Regions from separate parts of the Oryzias latipes genome. Here region 2 is linked to region 1. Evidence: chromatin contacts called from public Hi-C data. All regions are on one chromosome and are shown on one strand. Each heading gives the region's core, a stretch centred on a gene start, on an enhancer-like site or on the middle of the called end of the contact. The rest is flanking DNA. Distances are from core to core; before and after follow the strand shown. Region 1 holds the start of LOC101165876 (ubiquitin-protein ligase E3A). Region 2 holds the start of gabra5 (gamma-aminobutyric acid receptor subunit alpha-5).

Evidence for each region. A called contact is a pair of places that touch in the nucleus more often than the background predicts.
Region 2: a contact with region 1 is called in a Hi-C map of embryo, with 3 times the contacts expected there. The contact joins the promoter of gabra5 here to the promoter of LOC101165876 in region 1. A contact is called at or near these places in 4 of 5 Hi-C or Micro-C datasets (embryo, fibroblasts and gastrula embryo).

Annotation. Positions count from the first base shown.
Region 1 is chr4:27,620,471-27,626,724 of ASM223467v1, forward strand. It overlaps LOC101165876 (ubiquitin-protein ligase E3A), which reads right to left and starts at 4,198. Exons shown (of 11, transcript XM_020702648.2): 1 at 3,951-4,198; 2 at 2,570-2,614; 3 at 2,166-2,419; 4 at 907-2,084; 5 at 671-815. The coding sequence starts at 2,571.
Region 2 is chr4:27,753,289-27,760,016 of ASM223467v1, forward strand. gabra5 (gamma-aminobutyric acid receptor subunit alpha-5) reads left to right here and starts at 5,232. Exons shown (of 10, transcript XM_011474418.3): 1 at 5,232-5,630; 2 at 6,027-6,111. The coding sequence starts at 6,029. It overlaps gabrb3 (gamma-aminobutyric acid receptor subunit beta-3), which reads right to left. Exons shown (of 13, transcript XM_023954489.1): 4 at 3,370-3,417; 5 at 582-673; 6 at 423-490.

The sequences.
Region 1 (6,254 bases), core at 2,948-5,447:
GGCCTCAAGCTTCCTGCTCTGCACCATTTGTATGCATCCTCTTGCAGACAAATAGATCCACGTATGTCTTTGTTTTCCTCGTCTAAGCTGATATCTGGATCTAAACTGTATGGCTGGATAGCTGGAATATTGCTTGCCATTTTGTTGCACTGGTAATTTAGTTTGGGGATGTGAGGGGCTGTAAGATAGCGGGAGAGAGTGTAAACAGAGAGCTCTCAGCAACAGGGAAGGCAATGAAGGAAGGGTTGTTCCACACCAATAGTACCGCCCACAAGTCAAAGTCAGTATTTCTAATGAAATTCTTTTGCTCTGCAGAAACTGTCCATGGAAAAGATCTTTGATTTTGTCTAAAAACGGTATAATCATAAATAAAATAATCACTGGGAATGCTTTTACAATAGAACAAGAGATGATCAGAGTGGGACTTTCAACAAGTAACAGGTAAAATATTAATTTTTGGGAGTTTAAGCCCAACACTGGTTATCATACATTTCTAAGTCGATGAGTTGATGAATAATTGTACCAGTCTGTGTCAGAGCTGTTCTAGACGATGATCAAGGAGTAGGTCTTTAAATACTTTAACAATGCCATCCACTCATCCATCTTATATCCTAAATACTTCAAATTTAAAAAAACGCAGAAAAACGTTTAAAGTATTATTAAGTCTCACCAATGTCTGGATTAAAAATTTCCTCCAAAACCAACTGAAAGAACTCCTTTGAAACTCCTCCTTCATCTACGCCTTGCTCTCCCTCAAACTCAACAAAGAGCTGCTTCTTCAGGTCAGACGGGTTCTCCATGGAGATCATCTCTAGCTGTAGCACAGGAGGGAAGAAGGGTGATCGTCTTTTCATCCACTGAGCTGTCATTCAACACAAATGCAGCACAATCTCAGCACAGACTCACTCTGACGAGGGCGTCGTCGATGATGTGGTCTCTGCGAACCTTCAGCTTGAGATAGGGGTTGGGCTGCTGACCCTGGACCATACTGTACAAAGCTGTGAGGCGTCGCTCGCTGTACATGCTGATCCTGTTGTCATAATACAGCCCTTGGTTTTTGGTGATGGCACTGAGGATGAAAGGACAGCTCTGAAAAGAAAACTTTGTCTCAGCATCGACTTTGAAGAAGGTGAAGTCCTTGTCCATCTCAATCACGTCATTCAATGATTCATTGATGAAGTCCTCAAATGGGATGAGGGGTCTGATGCTATCTACTGTACGTACACCAAGCTCCTTCTCTAAAGGGTCCACTCTGGGGCCCTTCTTGTAGAGGCGCTCCTCACCCAAAAGCTCGTGCAGAGTTAATTCATCTGAATCAGAGTCTTCTTCATCCTCATCGTTGTGCTCCATGTCCACGTCCCCTCCAAGGATGCTCGCGTAGAACACTACCTTTAGACACTTGGTTGCAGCCACCACAGTTTCATCGTCGTTTACAAGGTTATCTGAGTCATATTCATTACTGACCACAGTGAAGGTTATGAGCTGCTGGAAGGTCTCCATCATACGGCGGAGGTGTGGGAGGCTGTACTTGGACCAGAGCTTTGAGAGGCGGGCAAGCGCGGTTACTGGTAGCTTGCTCATCGCTTTGCAGAACTGTGGTAAAGCCACTTCAAGGTACTCTGGACTGTGGAGGTTACTATTCTCCATCACTATGAGGAAGATGTTCAGATAGTCCGGGTTCGTTTCATACACATCCAGGTATTCCAGGTCCAGCTCCACGTTTGGAGTGAGGAAGATGAGAGCATTGACGAGGGCCGCCTCCACCTGGTCAATGGATAGAAGCTTGTCATACACTCTCCGAACGCTGTCCAGGTCTACTGCCACTTCACACGAGTCCAGGCCGCCATTTAGAGCTGGATCAGGCAGTGAAGCAGCAGAGGAGTCTTCTCCACTCTGCTGCTCTGCTGGTTTCACAGAATCAAGATTTTTGGTGGTGTCAAATTCATCCTTTCTGAAACTCTTCATGAGGGCATCAGAGTTGGAGAAAATCCTGCCAATGACGCGAACGAGAGCAGAATAATCTCCTTTTTCTTCACAGGAGGTCAGGATGCTACACACGGTGTGCTCAGTGAGGTAGTGAATATCTGAAACACCAAAGCAAACAGAAATCTTAAATACTGCTTGAACTGAGCGTACATAAAACTTAGTGTCTACCTTCAAAGTACCTGAGAAATCCTCAGTGCTCATCTTATTACCCATCTCCACGTTGTCTGCTCTCAACTTGATGGAAGGATAATAATCGCAGAGTTTGGCGTTAGCCTTAAAGAGGTCGAGAGCTTTGGCAGCTGCTGCGTTTTTGTCCAAGGGTTGAAAACCCTGAAAGGATGCGCAGAACTCATTTGTGCAGCTGGTGTTTCCACAGCCTTCAGTCAACTGCTGAAAGTACCGCTCTATTAGCTTCTTAGCAGTCGCTCTGTTCCTGAGAGATTAAAAACACGAGTCAAACTGACTGCTCTGACACAACGAGCAAAACAAATGAGCTTAGGTTCTATAAAAAAAATAGATATTTTACAATCAGTACTCCAGGGTCATAAAGAAAAAAAAGTCAAAACTGAACACTAAGACTTACATTCGGCTGGATTCAGGTTACTTCTTCAGATGAGAGGGCAGTACTCTGCAAAGGCAGTTGAGCAACACTGAGTTAGTTCATACCAGAGTTGTGCAAGATACTTCCAAACTGATATTCATCCCTTACAATACAATCATCTTAGAATTGTAAGGTGCGACATAACGCAGAGTATTTCATATTTACATGAGGGGTTTGGGGATGTAATGCAGACTTTTTGTAATGCATCCAACACTGGTTCATAACTGTATATGAGAACTGGACCGAGAGAGGGTGACGTCACCCATCGAAAATGGTCTACTTCCGGGTTCAACGGAATTAAGTCAATTCAGCCGCTATTATTTGGCAATACAGACACTTATGTTGGAGCCATAGGTATAGCCATGAGTATAGCTGTCAGAAGCCGGAGCTCTGTCTCTTCCTCTGGTCACCAGTGGGAACCGTCTCCAGAGTTCTGAGTGCACTTTCTCTCCACCCACCTGTCTTCCAGTTGCAATCACTCACAGTATACTTAAGCACTGCACTGAGCCTCACTCAGTGCAAAGTATTGTTTGTGCCACTCTGCCTGCATTACCGAGCGTTGGATCCTGACACAATCTTCTGATTTCCTGACTCCAACACTCTTTGACTCCGGTTGCCTGCCCCAAATCTCGTTTGGATCTTGTTTCTTATCTGATGGTCCCATGTTCATTATTGACCCTGCCTGCCTGACCCTGATTTAGCTATGTGGAATTTGAGCTGAGCTAATTAACCTGCTGCAATTGGAACCAGCTGTTCACCTGTTTTGTGTCAATAGCCTGTTTTTTTTATTTTTTTTACTGAGTACTGATAATAAAGCTACTGTACTTGTACCTCTGCCAGTCCCTTTTATGGTTATTTGGTTTTGTTAGAGTGAATTTTGAACACTTGTTACCCTAATTTGATTCAGTTCAATCAAAGCAACATTTTGTAAAATATACTACAGGCAGTAACACATTGTATCTAGAGAATGGTGTTAGCAATGAGAGCCCTAAAACAGTTGTGTTTTAGACATCATCCATAGATGGCATTCAGCAAGAAAACAAAACGTTTTTCTCAATTCTCTAAAAAAAAGGAGAGAGAAATAACTTTTTTTCATATAGGGGGGATTCCTTTTCTGTTTAGAGATCTAGATAAGTTTGGTGACAGGTTGGGTTAGTTTTAAATTTCAGTCAATAACTCATTAAACTGACTGATCTGAGGCTGAAAATAAGTGAACGACTCTACCCTCAAGAAAGAGGCATAATTTTTTGCAGTCCATGTAATTGACTTGAAGCTTTCGCGTCGTCTTCCCCTCCAAAGTCAGTGACCGCTGTGTGGTCGCTTCAGAGGTATTTATATGCCCCCAGTTGCTCCGCGTTCTGACCTGTGGTTTCGTGTGGGTGACTGTGCAGAATCTCAGCGGCTCTGAGGCAGCTGCTGCCCGCTCACTCCTCGCTTTCCGGCCGCGCCCACTCACCAACAGCGAGCCGCTGTCCACAAAAGCCGGGAATCGGACCACAGACTGTCGGGGCGACGAGGTGGAAATGCTGTTAGTTTTTTTTAGTCAGGGACAAACAACCTCTTCTACCATCTTGTAAACAAGACCGTGACACATCCCAGCATGCAGCGCGGCGCTGTCAAACGTCATGTAGCCCCTCTAACCTCGAGCCCCCAAAAAGGCAAGATTGCTGTGAGAAAAAAGTAAGATTTGAGAGGGTTTTAGTATGAAAATGACATCTTCACATTTGACAAAACGTCACTGATTTTGCAAATATTTACTTTTTATTTTATACATAACATGTTCTTTCCAAAAAATCAGAATATGATGGATAAGTGTGTTGATTTCCATACTTCCATTCAAAAATCAAACTTTCAGAATATATCTATTCAGGACCCACTGTTAAATTGATTTCAAGTATGTGCTTATTTTTACATAGTAAAAATGGACCCAAACTGATGGCAGCAGCCTTAAAAGCACCATGAGGACCTCCAGCCTGTGCTGCAACTGGTCTCCACTGCAGCTGGGCGCGCTTCTCCACCTGTTTTGTACTTTGTGTTGCCTTGTGTAGTTTTTGTGGTTTTGTGTTCAGGCCCACTCTGTGTAGTCTTTTGTTTGTAGTTATGTTTAAGTGAAGCTGTAGAGGTGAACTGACTTTTTCTTCATGTCTCTTGTGTACCTCTTTAGGCGGCCGGTCAAGGAGCCTTTCTCTCTCTCTCTATATATATATATATATAAATCCCAGTGCCATCGTTTGAATTTAAAAATTATATACATATATTTTTTTTTTAACTCAAATGGGAAATATTAAACAAAATAAGATTCAGCACAAGCTGTAGTTTTGAGCAAAATCACCTGAAAGCTGATTGTAGAAAACAATAAATTCCACTAGATGGCAGTAGAGCCGTTCAGAGAAACCTCTTTTCCATGTCTGAAATCGTTCAACACTTTGAGTCATACAGAAAGAAGGAACTTGAGAGGGAATTTACTTTTTTCAAAACTACAGTTTCACATTCTTAATTGCTGCTGTACTGCAGAGCAGGGGCCCTACTTGTTTATTTATTCGATCTTAAATCACATTTTAATGATTTAACTGCTTGGCCAAGCGAACAAACAAAGCTCAGCGCCAAATTCAAAAGTAAAAACAACAACAACTGAAATCTACGAATGAAATCTAACACTCATGCTAAAGGCGGAAAAGTTAACACTTGAGAGAAAGAAAAAGTGTGTTCTTTGAGATTTGTTTTCAAAATGTCAAATTCAGTCAGTCCTATCTGTGTCTTGAGCGATGGGATCAGGTGACTCCATCACTCCAAGTGTATCTATCTTTTCAGAGTACACAGTTCAATTCTCCAATCATCATAGGATCAATGGATTTCCATCACACCCGACCTAGATAAACATAAATGAACATTACATTTGCTTGCATGGACTTAATTCTTTTTTTTTTATATCTTTCGACCCCTATCTGTTCCCTTACATTGTTGTGTCCCACAGGCATAGTGATGAAAGTAACTTTTGATGCATTACAAATCCAATAAAGTAATATTGTAAGGTAATAAATTACTTTTGCATTAAAAGTAACAAGTGTTCTATTAGGTGTTGCAGAGAGGAAATAACTTTATTAGCTTTTTATGACTGATCTAGGTACAAGGCAGAATTGAAAAACAATCAAAAAAGAAGATCTGCAGGACTTTCTAATATTGAAACCCTTGTGCTATCCTAGGCACTTTACCATTGGGAGTTGGGTCATCTAGACCCACTAGACAGTGTGCTGAACCTTTTTTCTTCAATGATTTGTGATCTTCACTGGTGTCCATGGATTACATGAAATCTTTCCACCTTTATCCACCTTTGTCATGGTAGGGAGAACACGTCAATGTAAGGGTGGGGTCATCTAAGATAGCACAAGGGTTAAGCAGCTGTAAAAACCTCCCAACACACAAACACCACAGAAAAAAACACACAGAGAATCCAAGAAATGAGCAGACAAACAAACAAATGATCTTATGCATCTGGAAAACTCATATGACTTGAAGTCTTGACCAATTCACTTTACTATCTTGTTTATGTGCTTTGTAGTTGTTGTCGATTATTATTGTAAACTTCATTAAACTACAATTTACATCTGATGTTGCTGTGGTTATGAAATGACAATGCTCCCAGAAGGTCCAGGATTGAATTTTGTAT
Region 2 (6,728 bases), core at 3,982-6,481, 130 kb after region 1:
ATAAGTTGCATCTTGTTTGTTGAAGGATAAAAATGTCTTCCAGCCTCTCCGTTTCTGCACTGTGCAGAGAAGCATTAAAACGCTCCTCGGGTGGATTCCATCACCCAGGACAGCATGTCAGGGACTATTTTCTCTCAGACCGTGATTGAGCATCAAACTCTATCAGCACTTAAGTCCATGGATACATGGCACACATTTACTATCAAACCACTGACAGTCTGGATCTTCTCTAAATATTTATTTTTTACTATTTTTTTGCTCTAAAAAGACAGCTCACCTTTAGCCCACAACAGGCTGCGAGGCCAAAGATTTCACCCCAAAAAACAGAGATGCTTTCATCTGTTTTTTTTATTGGACAACTTTACAACTAAGATGGGACAGAGAAGCCTCTGTTTGTATAGGAAACCATAGACTGAACCTACCATATTAACTTCTGAAACCATGTCTATGCTCGCCACGTCTATACTCATCCCAACAGCAACTGGTGGACCTGGAAGTAAACAATATTCAGGAGAAACATGGACATCTTAGTCAGAAAAACAGTTAGAGAAGTTAGAAAAATGTGAATGCATGAGACATACCTCCAAAGTCTGGCCGCAGACGGATGTCATAACCTTTCAAGAGTTTGTCCACAGTTTCTTTGACGAAGGACATGTTCCCTGGCTCATTGACACTGAAAAACAGAGCAGCAGAAGCTGTGAGTGTCTGAAAACACAAACCCGGACCACTGCTGGCTTTTTACGCGCTCACCTCAGCGCGCAGCGCATCACAGCCAGGAGCAGCGGCAGTGTGGCAGCCGTGCGCAGCCATGCTGCTGCTTCCCGCATGTCTGCACTGCACTGTCCAGACTCATGAGAACAAAATGAAGGAGCGACTCGACCTTTAGCTACAAGAGGTGAGGCTTTCCCCTCATGATCAGCCACTCATGCAGGTTCAGCCTGCGCTGACGCGCTCCAGAGGTGGCGTGGCTGTGATGCTGCGTAACGCCCATTCTCTGAATGCGCTGACAAGATGCAGGCGGATGCAGAGCCTCAAGTGAGTCAGAACGGTAGAAGCTACAGGAGATCTGGACAAAAGACTGTTTGTGTGGAGAAGCAGTGGCGCACAGCGCATGCGAGGGAAATCAGTTAAGGAAGAAAACCACCTGAAGTGTTGATCCACTATCATCCATCTTTGCTTTCTATACAATTTTTAAAATATTGACAAAAAACAGTGAAAATGTGATGTTATGCTCAGAGTTGGCATTACTCTTTATTTCTGACAGAGAAACTGATACAAACTCAGGACTAAAAATTAATGGTTAATTGCTGCCAATCTATCCATATGCTCTCCAAACATTTCATCTAAGTAAAATAGTTTACTTCTTCAATTTATCCGCATGTAAGGCAATGGCTCTGTTGTGCTTTTCTGTTAAGTGTTTTACTCTTTAGCACAAGGGCCCTTTTTTAGATAGTTTACTTTCTGTGAGCAAAATGAAGTCATAAAAAAGCGGTTGGACTGTGATATAATGGTGTGAACATAAAGCCATATTTTCCATGTTGCCATTAGGGTTATTTCAAACTACGTTTAGAGACAAGTTCCCTATTTTAATCAGAGTCCAATGTGGATCGCTAACATGGTCATAGCAATGAGACCTTTAAAAAGTTAACGCGTTTAAAGTCCCGCTCCGATCATCTTTTGATCTATTGTAAAAATGTTCCTGGTGGTCTTGTAATTATGATTATGCCGATTTTAGTCAAAATCAAAAACCCTTTATTGTTTTCTAGGACATAATTACAGAGCGGCAGGAGCTCATTAAGATTCCCCTCTGTGGGTGGGATTGTTGGCACAGAAGTAAGCCTCCACTGATATGCCATTATTTCTTTGTGTACATTCTCTCTTGATATCTGATGACAGCCCCTAACAATCTCAAGCTAACTTAAGTGTAGCAACAAAAATATATATTAAATAAATGTGTCAACAGTACAAAATAACTCGGATATATGTTCATTGTGGCCAAAAAGCAGAAGAGTTTTGATGAGACATACAGTGGGACAAAAAAGTATTTATTCAGCCAACAACTGTGTGAGTTCTCCCACTTAAATGATGACAGATGCCTGTCATTTTCATCATACGTAAACCTCAACTATGAGAGATAAAATGGAAAAAAATCCAGAAAATCACATTGTCTGATTTTTAAGGAATATATTTGCAAATTTTGGTGGAAACGAAGTATTTGGTCAATATCAAAAGTTCAACTCAATACTTTGTTAAATACCCTTTGTTGGCAATGACAGCAGTCAAAGTTTTTTTTGTAAGTCTTTACAAGGTTTTCACAAACTGTTGCTGGCATTTTGGCCCATTCCTCCATGCAGATCTCCTCTAAAGCAGTGATGTTTTGGGGCTGTCGCTGGGCAACACGGACTTTCAACTCCCTCCAAAAATGTTCTATGGGGTTGAGATCTGGAGACAGGCCAGACCTCTCCAGGACCTTGAAATGCTTCACAAGAAGACACTCCTTTGTTACCTGGTCAGTGTGTTTGGGATTGCTGTTGTGCTGAAAGACCCAGCCATGTTTCATCTTCAATGTCCTTGCTGATGGAAGGAGGTTTTACTCAAAATCTGACGATACATGGCCCCATTCAATCATTCTTTCTTTTATACGGGTCAGTCGTCCTGGTCCTTTGTTTGGTGTTCTCCCAATCCTCTTCTGGATCATCCAAATGCTCTAATGTTAGACGGGCCTGCACATGTTCTGGCTGTAGCAGGAAGACACGTCTGGCACTGCAGGATTTGAGTCCCTGGTGTCTTAGTGTGTTACTGATGGTAGCCTTTGTTACTTTGGTCCCAGCTCTCTGCAGGTCATTCACTAGGTGCCCCCGTGTGGTTCTGGGATTTTTGCTCACTGTTCTTGTGATCGTTTTGACCTCACAGAGTAAAATGAAAATGAATGTTTAGAAATCTACTGAACAAAAAAAGTGCTTTGGGTGCATCCAGGTGCACCTATGAGACCTGGTGCAACCCACTGCAGCTTTTTCAGAGGATGGTGGCTGATGTTTTACACACTCTCAGAATTGTTCTAAGGCAAAAAGACACCAGATATGACTGGAATTCAAATTTTATGAGCTGGTTGAGAAAAGGGGGTAATTAGAGACAATGGAGAAGTTATTCCTGTGTTTCCTCAGAATGAGCTCTAGGTTCATTGTTGGTCTTTTTGCTGTGCAGCACAAACTCAATACCGCTGCAGGGATGATTTGGCTCTTCCACACAAACTTCTCCTGTTTCTTTTCATGCTCGATAACAGTTTTTTTTCCCTGTTTTGGAGTGAAAATGTTGCAGCCTTTTTGTAAACTGGCTCACAATAAGCAGCACTTGGAGTTTTAGCCTTACCTTGTATCATAAATGGCGTAGAGCTTTTTATTCCCATCAACAGCATTCCTGCAAAAAGCACAAAAGCAAGCATTACAAAGGAACTGTGCTGACTTGGACAATAAGCGTTTTCCCAGCAGGAAATTGCTGGACATTGGACATTGTTGGACATTTCTCTCAGATGCCGTTTTAACTGCACTAAACCAAAAGTAAAGACGTCTCACATCATTTCTAGGATGTTAAAGTTCGTAAACCGTAGCAGTTTCTGCATTTTTCCTTTGATGGGTAATGTTTGGTTTGGTTAAACTCGTTATTCATCAATTCTTCTTTTATATTCATGCTGAATGTACATTTGCTTTTCTTTAAATTTCATAATCAGTCAGGTCTACATGCCTTCCTCCACCCATTCTCTGTCTCTTTCTGCATTTGGATCACATGAACAATTTTACATTCTCCACCAGCATCTACTGGCTGGTGGAATTTCCTCCCTAACAACTAAAAAAACTATACAGTGCAGGACTATCTAGTAGTGCCCTGGATTTTAAAAGCTTTTCCAGCACCATGCTCACTACTTTGTTTCATTTTTACATGACAAACATGACGTCACCGATTTCATGAAGTAAAAATCTAATAAATATGAACATTTTACAAAGACTGGTGATGAATCCATTGGGCTTTGATGATGAAAACTTGGATGGTTTATACAAAAATCGTACATTTTATTTAAATGAAAAGTCATCCAAACACAATGCATTGTGGTCAATATTTGCCAATCTAGTGAGCATTGATGCATACTGGTTTGTCATGCTCATACAACGAACCAAGCCTCTTTTTTTTACTGTTGATCATACTGTAGCTTCAATGTGAGTCTGTCACCTCATCAAGTCATTCTGGGTGAGGTCACTGAGTGATGTGAGCTGCTGAAATGCACAAACCAAAACCACAACAACCAGACAATTCAAGTCCCACTCACTCTGATCATTTTTTGATCTATTGTAAAAGCATTCCCCAGTAGTCTTTTAATTGTAATTATGCCATGTTTAGCCAAAAAAAAATGTTGTTTTCTAGGACAAATTTTTTTGCAGAGCGCCAGGAGTTTATTGGAAATTTGCCTCTGATATGTGGGCAGGAATGTTGGTGCAGAGTAACTCTGCCCCCACTTCCCGTATTTGATCTGAATTTGATCTGTTTACACTCTCTCCCACTACAGCTTACAGCCTTTCGCAACCCCAACATTAACAGTGCAACCAAAATGGCAAGCAATATCAGATGTATCCAGCCGTACAGTTTAGAGCCAGATAACAGCCAGATGAGGAAGACAAAGACGTACATGGATCCATTTGTTTGCAAGGAGATGCATCAGAATGGAGCGGAGCAGAGAGCTTGTGGCCCGCCCTGCGTATTTTCTAGGTTTTTAATAACATCATTTTTTTCGTTGGCTCCTGATTTAAAACAAATTGAAAACAAAAGTGTTCAGAAGTGCCATTTTGATTTTAATTTTCTTCATGATTGTCCTCCATCATCAGAAAAAGTCCACAAGTGAAAAAACCCAAAAACCCAATTTACCCTCAGAATCATTGGGATGATTTATCATAAAAAGCAAAGGTTTTTGGTGGTGGACAGAAGATGAGCGCTCCTTGGATCTCTAATGTATGACTTAGATCCAACAGAAAACTTTATGCAGACGACATTTTTTTTTTCTTCTTACGTTTGGCCAAGAAAAAGTTGGAAAAACGTTTCCTGCTTTTTCCAACTGGAAGATTTTTTTTAAATTATTATTACAAAACCACAGTCAACTTTTCTTTAGAACCATTTTAATAAAAAGGTAAACTCGGCTCGTCTTTTATTCCTTTCTTTCTCCCTCCCTCTCTCCATCTCCGGCTGCCCGCCCATCCTCCTGGATGCGTGCGCGCGCGGTGCTCCCTCGTCCTGCAGCCCCACATTTCCTCTGCCTCTGCTGTTGGACACAGAATTGGATTTCTTGCTAAGCCTGCCGGGTGTTCCTCCGAGACCCGCTAACGATGATCAGTCAGCAGAAGTGTTGGGAGGCCGTTCTTTCTCCGCTGCCAATCTTTTAATCGCTCTGGAAAAACGCCTCGCTCGCGCTCGAAATGACTCTTCTGTTTTAATCTTCCGCCTCTTTCTCCAAAATGCAATCAATATGCGCGCGTGTGGGCGGCGTTTTCCCTGGGATTTAACGCCAAAGACGCAACGACGAGCCAGCGCAATCTGCGCGTGAGAGATCTTCGGAGAAGTTTGACTGTGCATCTTCTTCTTGGGCGGTAAGATGCGGCTGTGCGGCGCATCAGATGCTGCTGATGCTGCTGATGGAAGAAGCGGGCAGGGATGGAGTGCGTGAGTGAAGGCGCTGCAGCCTCCACGCAGACACGCGGGCGGTTGGAGAGCTGCGGTGCGGGGAGCGCGTGTATGAGAATTGTGGATGGAGTTATGGCGCTTTCACAACAGCCAGAAGTATTTCACAATTTATTTAGCTCGGATCTCCGTCTGCTCAGAAGTGAGGCTCTTCTTTACGCACGTGGGCATGCCCTTTCCTAATGCGCTTGAACGCGCAGGAGCCATTTATAGATTGCGCATGGAAGTGTTAGAAAGTGCTTTGCTTTGCATCAGAGAGTGCGTAACTGCGTTTTGTTGTAAAAGTATAGAGTTTGTGTTCGCAGGGATGGGCGATGGAATGCGCTGCAGCTCCGCAATGACACGTCTGTGGCTCTCCGCTCTGCTTTTTACCGCCACCTACCGGCTGAGGTGAGTCACTGCCTTCTGTAATGTCATCACTTTCAGGGGACATTTAGGCTCATTTGCTCTACTAACTCTGTCTTTAATATTTTATGGTTTCCAGTTCGTTTATTTGAGTTGGCCACTTTTTGAAAATAACCTTTTGAATAAATAATTACTTTGAAGCTGTTTTAACAAGGAACTATCATGGAATGGAAGGATAAAACAGCAACTTACATTAAGGATCCATCAGTGTAGTATGATACAAGATAAAAGCTTAAGCAAGGGACAAACAGTCTCCTTTTTAACATGCTCACCATTTGACCAAAAGTAAAAAAAAAGGTAATGGAAATAAACACTTAAAAGGACCTTAAAAGAGCTATTTTTAAAGATAACCTTAAAAATTGTAAATGGAAATATGTCTCTTTGGTGGAAAATATAAGATATTTGCACTTTAGAATACACTAGAAATGTTTTCAGCAGATAAAGCGTTAACCCATTGACTCTGAATGATGCAAACATGCGTCAAAAGGGCCTTTGCTCCAAAATAACCGTAATTTATCATTTACTTGAAATCAAAAACATTACAGAATTAGTTTTCATAACTGGAAATTAATACAGGCCTTAAGAGGTTAAATCTGTTTGCA